Linked DNA regions of Sus scrofa: region 1 is linked to region 2. Evidence: chromatin contacts called from public HiChIP or PLAC-seq data. All regions are on one chromosome and are shown on one strand. The core of a region is the stretch at or near the end of the contact, and the rest is flanking DNA. Distances in the headings are between cores, read along the strand shown.

Evidence for each region. HiChIP or PLAC-seq counts read pairs in DNA pulled down with a chosen protein or histone mark.
Region 1: a contact with region 2 is called in an H3K27ac HiChIP or PLAC-seq map of alveolar macrophages. The contact joins two enhancer-like sites. A contact is called at or near these places in 2 of 2 datasets of contacts at active chromatin or transcription factors (alveolar macrophages and skeletal muscle).

Annotation. Positions count from the first base shown.
Region 1 is chr13:69,288,461-69,293,808 of Sscrofa11.1, reverse strand. No RefSeq gene overlaps it. Among named protein-coding and RNA genes, the nearest start is that of TMCC1, 67 kb to the right of the region's middle. Within about 2 kb of position 3,523, at least 53 of the 83 cell types and tissues checked have an H3K27ac peak or open chromatin away from gene starts, as enhancers often do. A contact at or near this core is called in alveolar macrophages, where this site is marked.
Region 2 is chr13:69,029,975-69,035,837 of Sscrofa11.1, reverse strand. No RefSeq gene overlaps it. Among named protein-coding and RNA genes, the nearest start is that of PLXND1, 36 kb to the right of the region's middle. Within about 2 kb of position 2,162, at least 1 of the 83 cell types and tissues checked has an H3K27ac peak or open chromatin away from gene starts, as enhancers often do. A contact at or near this core is called in alveolar macrophages, where this site is marked.

The sequences.
Region 1 (5,348 bases), core at 2,274-4,773, 260 kb before region 2:
CCTAAAAAATAAACTGTTGATACACATACTGTGGTGAATCTCAAAAACACAAGTGAAAATATAGAGGAACACATATTGTGAGATTCTATTTATAGTATGGTCTGAAACAAATAAAACAAAATCAATCTATGGTAAAAGAACCGCTGACAGTGGGTGCCTCTGGTGGGCAAGGGATTAACTGGAAAGCAGTGATGGGGACTTTATAGAGAGAAATTTTGTTGTTGTCCTCACTGGAAAATAGTGACAGGCACCTAACAACTGTCAGAACCCATTGCTCCATGCACAAGAGACCCGCTCATTTTATTGTGGGTAAATCACACCTCAATAAAGTACGTTTTTAAAAACACCAACTCAGGAGTTGCCTGGTGGTGCAGGGGACTGAGGATTCAGCGTTGTCACTGCTATGGGCTCACGCTACTGCTGTGATATAAGTTCACTCCCTGGCTCAGGAACTTCAATATGCTGCAGGCACAACCTGCCCCCACTCCCCAAAAAATCCACTAACACAAAATACAGGAGCTTCCAATGTGGCAAAGCAGAAATGAATCCGACTAGGAACCTTGAGGTTGTGGTTTCGATCCCTGGCCTTGCTCAGTGGGTTAAGGATCTGGCTTTGCCGTGAGCTGTGGTGTGGGTCACAGACGAGGCTCGGATCTGGCGTTGCTGTGGCTGTGGTGTAGGCCGGCAGTTATAGCCCTGATTGGACCCTTGGCCTGGGAACCTCCATATGCCATGGGTGTGCCCCTAAAAGGACAAAAGGCAAAAAACAAAGTTTTCTGAAAACCAAACTGAGAGCCTCATTCTGCAGGAGGCTGATAAATATGCTAGATAGACTCTGGGCAGGCCCTTCTAGGTGAATCGCAGTGCAGAATCTCAGGATTTTGGAGCAAATCCCTGCCATCCCTGTAGACATTGTTCTCTTTTTGATGAACTACAGAGCCTTTTTGGTGTACTACAGAGCCTTAGTAGAGACTGAGCTCTTAACTATCAGTTTACCTTGTGAACTGAGCTGCTTACCATGAGCTGGGTGTTGTCTGATCTACCAAGCTATGAACTTGTGTGTGCTCGGCAGCACTATATTATCAGTGAAGTGGCATGTAGGAGACTGGGCTTGAATGAGCCCTAACAGCACAAGAAGTTGTGTGAGGAAGTGGCCTGAATGCCCATGGCCCCTACTCTTGCTTCAATGTCTTCTCTCTCAGCGCACACCTCTAGTCTCATGTGGCATTCTCTAGGACCTGCTGAATGGGGAAGAGAAAACTCAGTCTTGGTTTATAGCCTGGTTTACGAAGGTCCTACACAATATGCAGGCTTGGTGAGGATATGCAGTGCTGCAGCCCCTTTCTGGGATACTCCTAAAGAACAGCAGTGAAGGAAAAGCTACTGTTTGGCAAAACCTCAAGCAGTGCACCTGCTTGTTCTTTTGGCTTGGAAGGGGAAATGGCCAGAAGCTCTGCTAGTCTAGAGGTCTTAGTTCCAAAGGGAAGAATACATCCATCAGGAGACACAAAGATGTTTCTGTTGAATTGGAAGCTGAGACTGCCACCTGGTCCTGTTGGGCATTTCATGCTTCTCAATCAACAGGCAAAGAAGGGAGTTCCTATACTGGCTGGAGTGACTGATAATGATTACCCAGGGGAAAACCTGATTGCTGCTACACAGTGGAGATATATTAATAATATAGTTAACTTTATATCGTAGTTTTTTGTCTTTTCTAGGGCCAAACCCGTAGCATATGGAGGTTCCTGGGCTAGGGGTCTAATCGGAGTTGTAGCTGCTGGCCTACACCACAGCCATAGCAACGCCAGATCCTTAACCCACTGAGCAAGGCCAGGGATCGAACCCACAACCTCATGATTCTTAGTGGGATTTGTTAACCACTGAGCCATGACGGGAACTCCTATATCACAGTATTAAGTTACAGGATGTCAAAAGCGGAAAGGGAGTATCACAGGAAGGTTGCATCCTCTTTTGGGGAAAGTGTGATGCTTTTTGGTTGTATGCAAGTTAGTTGTATCATGTCAGGTGGGAGTATGACTTTGTTATCATCTGTATTTGGAGCTTGAGTATAGTACAGTAAAGGAGATGTGTAGGGATGTGGTTGGTGGGTCATCAGTCTTTTTCATTCTAGCTACTGTAATGAGGGTAGAGGCATCTCATTTTGGTTTTAGTTTGCAAATCCCTGTATGGCTAAAGATACTGAGCATCTTTTTGTTGCTTATTAGCCATTTTTATATCTTCTTTAGTGAAGAGTTTACTAAAACCTTTTGCTCATTGTTTTGGGTTGTCATTCATTTATATGAGTTCTTTATATATTCTGGATTGTCAGATATATTGTATTCCAAATCCACCCCTCAATCTTTTCATTTTTTCATGATGTCTTTCAAAGAACAAAAGTTTTAGATTTTAATTAAGTTCATTTTACAAATCATTTCTTTTACGGTTCATGATTATGGTGTCCTAAGAAATCTTTGCCTATCTCAAAATCACAAAGATTTTTTTTTCCTCTGTGTTTTCTTCTAGAAATTTACTTGGTAGTTTTAGTTTTTACGTTTATCATCCGTTTTTAGTTATTTTCCTCAAGGGTCTCCTTCAGAGCTCCTGAGATCTATAAATGCATCCCCACCAACCTCAAATCTAAGAGTCAACCTTGCCTCCTCCTTGGCCACAATCTTCAATCTATCAACTCCTGTCCATTTTACTCCCTAAACAGTGCTCTTCTTACCATCACCAGTGCCTCGACTGTTCAGGCAGCCTCCTAATTGGTCCCCTGCCCCGTCACACTCCGCTCCACATTGAATGCTCTTTCAGCGCCCCATTCCAGCCACGCCAAGCTCTCACTCCTTGGAGGTAGTTAAGTTCTTCCAAGTCGGCCTTCAGATTCCACAAAATCAATCTCCTACCACCCCCTCCATCCCTCCTCCACCCCGCCCCAAAACAGGCTCTCTGGGAGCCACGCACTTCTCAGAAGAGATGACACTGTTTGCAAATTTAAATTTTGTGTGATTCCCCCATAACAGTGTCTTTAACCCGTTCTAACTTCATGACTTCGTTTCCATGTTGTACTTCCAGTAACTCATACAGGGCCTAGGACATGAAAGGAGCCTCAATACATACGTGACGAACGAATAAATCAATTAGGAAATTGGAATAATAAAGGGATAGGCTGATGACTGCTTCAGTTCCCTTCAGCAGTAATACCAGATGTGAAATAGTGACAGCCCCAGTCCTTTTCCCAGCAGCAGCCGAAAACTTGCTGGATTTGAGCATGAAAGAAGGCCTTACGATTGAAGACAGGGAGAACAGGTGAAAAACCCGGAGCGGCCGCCAGAAATCCGCTGAGCTGCCGTGGGCCTTCGCTCTCCAGAGGAACTGCGTTTCGGGAGCTTTCGCCTGGAACAGCCCACGCGGAACAGCCCCCGGCCACCTGCGCTGGATCGACTCAGAGCATAGCTACCGCGTGGGTGGGCGGGCGGGTGGGGCGGGGGTACGCCTTCCGGAGCTGTGCCCGCCTCCTGCGGCGTGCGCGCGCCCGCCGCCACCGCCTTGCGCGTGCGCCGCCAGCCGGGGGCGGAGGTTGTGGGTGGTGGAGGCGGGCGCGCGCTCTCGCCCCCTCGCGCTGGTTCGCGTTCCCGCGCCGGGACCGTGGCGGCGGTGGCGGCTGCGGCGGCTCAGGCGGCGCGGGGGGAGGGCCGGGAGGGGGGTGGTTGGGGGGGGATGGACCGGGCGCGGCGGCCGCAGCGGCAGGAGCCGGTGCTTGAGCACGAGCGACGGTGCTGGCGGAGACGCCGGCTGCTCCTCCCCTCCCCGCCGGTGAGTGAGTGCCCCCGCCCCGGACACGCTGGCGGCGGCCCCTCATTGCCCCTCCGCCCGGGGCGGGGAGAGTCGTGAGGGGAGCGTGGCGGGGTGGCGCCGCCGACGCGGGCCGGGCCTCCAGCTCGCGGCCTGGCGCGGCTCGGACCATCGGTCGCCCCCGTTCGGGCTGAAGCCCCGGGCCTAGCTAGACTCGACCCCCAGCATCCCCCCGGGCCTCTTTCTCCCCTGGTCTGTTTCGCTGTCATCTTGACCCTGGGTTTCTCTCCCCACCCCCTCGCCTCGCCCCCTTCCCAGCACCCCCTCCAGGGCCGCGGGGAGGGAAGGGCGTGTGGGGGAGTTGGGCCCAGGCCCGAGGGGCTGTTCGGTAGCCGACTCTGGGGGGCCTGGGGTCCTACGAGCCCTCGCTCGCCCTAGCGGCCCCAGAAGTTGGCCACAAGGGCTCAGCCATTGCCACCTGAAACCAGTTTTGCACCTTTTGTTTTGATTTTGAACTTGTTCGAGGGGAGAAGGGAGCCCGCTGTACTGGGAACAGGGAGATTAGGAGGTGCGCGGTGGGATGTGAGTCTAAGCTAGCCAGACTTGGCCCCAGGTGCCTTTCTTTAATCCTTTTAGGAAGGGAAAAGGGGCTCATTGAGTTGCATCTTCCCTAAAGGGCCGGAGATCCGTTTACAGCTCGCAGACTCCAGGTTTTTTATTTTTAGCACGGATGTGTAGTCCTTGTCCAGGGGTTGGTTGGTCCATCCCTGACATTGATGGTGAACATCCCCCAGGTGAATTTGCAGCAGAGTTTCTTCAAGCAGCCCCTTGAGCTGTTGGCTAATTCCGACCCCCCACTTCTTTGGTGACACCTTACACATTAAGTCTTGGTAGATCTTAGCCAGTGCTTTTGCACACTGCCTTTCCATCCTGACTTGTCGTAGAGGAAAGGAAGATGAACACACACGCACTAATCCAAAATGGTTGCTGTAAGTCTGACATACATATCAGAGGTACCTGTACCATAAGCATCTCTCAGGAAGGTCTGATTTCCTAAATTATTAAAAAGCGGGTAGTTGCTTTAAAACAAAACAAAACTTTGTTTATGCCTTCTGACCAGTATCTTATCTTTGGAAGTTATTGACTAAACCCAATTCTTGTCTTTGAAGTACCTGTGTATAGAAATAGTTGCAAAGCCAGGAAGGAAAGAACCTTATGAGAGTGTTAATGACAAGATGCATATTGTGTTAATGACAGTATTCCTGTTATTTTTTCCCTCCACCTGTAGATTAGAACAGTGAGACTCAGATGGTAGTTTTACTAGTGTCATATAACATATGATGCTTATAGGTGGGATTTTAATGCAGCAGCACCTTGTCCTCTACTAACAGAGTTTGCTTGTGATTTTTTGAAATCACACACCCACTCTCTGGCTAGTGTAGAAGGATTAAAAAGCTGCTTCTGGTCTGTGGGTGGTAACCTTTTAATTTCTAAAGAGTTTTCAGCTGCTTACAGAATAGATCGCTGATCTGCATAGGAAAAATTCAGATATTAAA
Region 2 (5,863 bases), core at 913-3,412:
GGGTGCAGCCCTAAAAAGACAAACAACAAAAGAAATGTTAGGATGGCAAAAACTTACTTTGTAAAACATTCAACATTTGAAGTCCTGCGTTCATGAAAGGAGTTATTTTCCAGCCTAATTACATCTGTGGTTTTGTTATAGAAGTAGAGATGTAATTTTTGTTTTTAGGGCCACACCTACAGCATATGGAAGTTCCCAGGCTAGGGATCGAGTCGGAGCTGTAGCTGCTGGCCTGTGCCACAGCCCCAAAGCCATAGCAACACCAGATCTGAGCCATGTCTGCAACCTGCATTGCAATACACCACAACACCAGATCCTTTAAGCCACTGAGCAAGGTCAGGGATCAAACCTGTGCCCTCGTGGATACTAGTTGGGTTCTTTGCCACTGAGCCACAGGGGAACTCCCTAGAAGTAGCAATTTCTATTTTTGCTTTTCTTTGATGGCCTCTGGAAGGCCTCTGGAAATCCAGAAGCTCTAATGTTGCCTTCGACCATATCCTGATAACTGGGTCCTTCAGGCCCCAGTCTGAATGTCGAAGATGTTTGGGCCAGTCTTCTGGCCTTCTAGCTCAGTGCCTTCCACCCCACCTATCTAGAGATATCACACCCATCCTGATCCTGCCTGATGTTGTGAAATAAGCGATGCCGCTTACTAAGTTGTGAAAACTTAAAATCACTGTGAGAGTGCCCTTAAGCTTCTTAAATATGGACCAGGCTGCCACGTACAGATGTGTAGATTGTACGCTGGCCATTCCCACAGGGCCATAGTAAGCTACACTGTGAGCGGCGCATCGTAGAGTTTCACAGTACACAGTGGGCACACAAAGCAGCCTTGATTGCTGGTGACAGGTAATTTCGAAGCTGCTTCATTGTCATCCACTAAAAACCAGAGAAAAGAAGGCTGGTAACACAAATCTGAGATGCTGTGGTGTAGAAAACAGACTAGGGAGGCAGGAGGGTGGTTGTGTGGCCAACTGGAAAATGTCTACCTCACCTAAAGGATTCACTTTTGTTATATTTTTTATGGTTGCACCTGCAGCCTATGGAAGCTCCTGGGGCCAGGGATAGAATCCAAGCCACAGCCGTGGCAATGCTGGGTCCTTAACCCACGGTGCTATAGCGGAAACTCCTCACTTGTATTATTTTTAAACTCTGTAGGCCAAACTAAACTCCTAACCAACTCTCCCCAAGTCTAGGTAATGAAGAGTAGCTCACATTTATTGAGTACTTACTGAATACTGGGTTTAATGTTTGGTAGGTGACATGCAGTTCTCCCCACAGTCTGGGCCATGTCATCCTCATTGTCTAGATAAGGAAACAAAGCTTGAGTGACATGGCTTGCCCAAAGCTATACTGTTGGGAAATGGCAAATGAATAAGAAGGAAGATAGGTCTGGGCAACATCTGTAACCAAAGATGGGTGTCGCCAGTGTGTCAGTCTAAGAGTTAATACAAACTGAAACAACCAGTCAACTAAGTAGAAAATCGGCAAGAGTTCACAGAATAAGAAATAGATCACCAATAAGCATTCAAAAGAAAATGTTCAGCCTCATGTGTAAATCAGTACATTAAATTGGTGGGAAAGTAGTGAAAAGGTAGTGAAGTATTGTCTATTTGTGTTCAAAATATTTTTGTTTGTGTACATACATGTTTGTAAGTATATAGAAATGAAACCACTTTAAACTGTCCCCAGGAGTTTCTTCTGGGAAAGGGAGTGGAAGGAATGTTGTTGAAATAAGACTTTCATGCTTGACTCCTGTAAAATATGAAATCTCTTAATATGAATGTACTTGTGTGCTTTTAAATTTAAAAATCAAAGCTTTTTGAAAAGCAAATAACAGGTCCATTGGGAAAGGGTTGACAATGTTTCTAATTGTAATAGCCCATCTTTCGCTTTAGGATTGCCTTAAAGGAACTTTGGACCAAGTCTGGGCCACCCGTTGGGCTTTCTTCCAGCCCTAGATTTCTAGGCGTGGTGGTCAGATGGCCATCCTATTGCCAGAGGGGACATGTGGAGTGGGGGGCTTGTTTCTGGTCCCACCTGTTCAGTCCAGCCCTTCATTCATCGTGTAGCACTGAGAGCCACTCTGTGTACCAGACTCTGCCATGGAGATGTGCTAAATCCAGGGGAAAGGAGCCTATGTTGTAATAGCGTCAGAAGCCATGTGTGGGAGCAAAGAGGAAGAAACAGTTCCGACCTGGTGATTGGGGAAGTCTGGAAGGAGGAGGCAGTGGGGTCTGGACTGAGATGAGATTTTGGTGAGTGGAGATGAGTGAGGCGGGTTTTCCAAGTTGAAGAAACAGTATTGACAAAAACCACAGAGATGAGAAAGGCCAAGGTGAGTGGTTTAAGCAATGGATAAGAGTCTCAGCTGGCTTGGAAGTTGCCTGGAAGAATGTGTAAATGAGGGGCAAAGTTTAAAATGGCTGCAAAAAATTCTGAATGCCATGCTAAAGTTCTGAATACCCCAGGACTCCAAGAAGGTGTTGAGAGGTGTAGTGACCCATCCTGTGTCTGAAGACAATTAAGAGTCCTCTCAGAAGGACCCAGTAGCTGAGTTTTCATGTCAGCTGAGGAAATACTGTCCAAGGTATTTGGTCTTTTGCCTTTTGATCCTACAATGGAAGGCGCTTAAATTTTTAATTTTTTATTTTGTTTTGTTTATTTATTTATTAATTAGGGCTGCACCTGTGGCATATGGAAGTTCCCAGGCTGGTGATCAAATTGGAGCCTCAGCTGCTGACCTACACCGCAGCTCATGGCTGGATCCTAAACCTGTTATAGGCTTTAAGTGCCCTTCAAGGAGATTAGGCCCAAAAGCCTCTGACCATGTCTCATTGTAATGCCCCTTCCCCCTTGACCAGCCTGGGTTGCTCACTCGCTGCTACAGAAGGAATGTCACCCATTCCTCACTCCACTACCATATAATCTGAAGAGATCCAGATGAGTCAGAAAGGTCTCCCAGGCAAATAAGGTATCCTGCCCAAGACCAATCAGAAGATCAAATTGGGTGTCCACTCAGATCACATTGTAGGGTATAAAGACTGTTGCAAACTGAGTTGGGCCCTCTTTTTAACCTGCGCAGAGTTCTCTCTCTCCCTCTCTGAAAACGTACTTTCACTTTAATAAATTGATAAAACATCTGCTGTTTCAATGCTTTGCTATGGTGAGACAGAGACCAAGGAAGCTGAGGTATCAAACCCAATGAGTGAGGCTAGGGATTGAACATGAATCCTCATGGATCCCAGTCAGGTTCATTATCACAACAGGAACTCCTGCCCTTAAATTTTTTATTTGATATATGGAAAGTGAGGATGTAGGAAGCCCAGAATTTAATTCTTACCAATCTAAATTTTGGGCACTAGAATCCTTAAATTCTACAGAAGTACTCACAAAATTTATTCAGGCTTCTGCTTTAATGAATGCCTAAACTGTCCAATTGAATATTCTTTTAGAAGGCTTAATTTCAATAGTCATTGAGACTCTATTAAAATATAGAGCAAACCATGATGAAAATATAATAAACTCTATACCTTAGAAAAAAGGTTGTGAGGATTAATTGAAGTAATTGTACAAGCCTCACTTAGCTCCACAGATGATCTCAGTTATTAATGTTATTCATAGACTGAGAATTCCTTGAGGACAGGGACCTTTCTGACTCATCTGGATCTCTTCAGATTATATTGTTTCTCCCATTCTTACCTGATAAAGGGCCTAGTAGCTAGAATTGGGGTTCTCTCTAGCCAGCCTTGGCTCTTGGCTCACTTTGGAAAACTAAGCAAAACGGTGTGTCTAGAATGCTCTGACCATAGGAACAGCAAAGGGCAAATCCCAGCCCCAGAGAACAAAAACTGGCAGATGCTGCGTGTGCACCGGGCTGAGGGACCAACAGGAAATTCTGCTGGTGACTTAACCACAGGGAAGAACGCCATTGTGTTCATGGCTATGTCCTCAGTGCCTGCAACGGTGCCTGGCACATACTGGGTGCTCTTTGAAAAGTGGGATTTTGCCATGTATTGAATCCTTATTCTGTGCTAGGAATAGTGCCACTTTTTTTACTCCTAATTCTTACAGTGGCTCTGAAGAGGAGGTGCTGTAATTTCCATGTTGCAGATGGAAACAAACTCGGGTGTCTTGAGTTTTATCCTGTGGGTAAGTTGTTTTCCTAGTATATGGCAAAGTCAGGATTTGGGCTCAGAGACACTGAATCACACTACTTTAAGCCTTGGAAGCATTTTTTTCCCTCTTTCTCATTTTCAGCCAGCATCTTCCAGAACATAAATGACCTCTTGCTGCTGAAATTCATTGAATTGTCACAACCAGATTGCCAGCCTAGAGAAGCCGACTCAGATCATTGGGGTGTTAAGGCTGTTTGCCCTTGCACCAAAACAACCCAGACTGCTGTGTTTTTATTCTTTTATGAAAATTGCTTCTTTATTGCAATATCATTCAGTCTACTCATGTAAATTGTTTATTCAGGGTGTTACCGTCATGGCTCAGTGGTTAATAAACCTGACTAGTAACCATGAGGATGCAGTTTGATCCCTGGCCTCACTCAGTGGGTTAGGGATTTGGCATTGCCGTGAGCTCTCGTGTAGCTCGAAGACTTGGCTCGGATCCCAAGTTGCTGTGACTGTAGTGTGGGCTGGCAGCTGCATCTCCGAATGGACCCCTAGCTGGGAACTTCCATTATGCCTCGGGCCCAGCCCTAAAAAGCAAAAAAGAAAGTGTTTATTCAGAGGTCTTTAGCATATTGACCATTGTATATCCAGCTTCACTAATTCTAGACCATTTTTATCACCTAAAAAAGGAACATCCACCCATTGACTGTCACCCTCCCAGTCTCCCAGCCCTAAGAAACCTCTAACCTACTTTCTATCTATAGATTTGCCTATTCTGGAAATGTTACATATTGGGATTCATACCATGGTCCTTTGTAACTGGCTTTTCTCAGAATATTTTCAAGGTTCATCTGTGTGGTAGCATATTTCAGTACCTCATTCCCTTTTATTGCTAAATAATACTGCATTGTATAGATGCTTTTTCTTTTTTTTTTTTTTTGTCTTTTTAGGGCCTCACCCACAGCATATGGAGGTTCCCCAGACCAGGGGCCCAATCAGAGCTGTAGCCGCTGGCCCACGCCACAGCCACAGCAACAGCAGGATCTGAGCTGCGTCTGTGACCTACACAACAGCTCATGGCAACACCAGATCCTTTAACCTACTGGGTGAGGCCAGAGATCGAATCCACATCCTCATGGATGCTAGTCACATTCGTTAACCACTGAGCTACGTCGGGAAATCTGGATGCATATTTTTATTTATTCATCAGTTGGTGGGTATTTGAGTTGTTTCCTTTTTTTAAGCTATTGTGAATAGTGCTTTTATGAACATTCATGTACAAGTGTTTGAAAAGAACTTTATGTCATTTCTCTTGAATATATACCTGGGAGTGGAATTGTTGGGTCATATAGTAAGTATGTTAACCTTTGAGAAACTACCAGATTGTCTTAATTGGACTCATCTATGGGTGTGAAGTGGTATTTCGTGGTCTTGATCTGCATTTCCTTGATAACTGTTTTTATCCTAATACCACTCTTCAAAAGCCTCCCTATCAACATCCTCCCAACCCAGGCTGTGGCTGTCACATTTCAATATTGCCAGAGTGCTTGCCTTACCTGAAAAGTCTTTCATTTCCCCTCTGAAAACTGCTTCTCATCTACTGTGGACTCGGATTCCAAATAACCCAACTTGTCGGAATTATATATACAGTCGGATTGAATGGGTTCTGAATGAGCTCCCATCAATGTGTGAGATATGGACTTTGAGCCTGCTGACCTAGCAACTTTGTTTCTGCTAAAGCC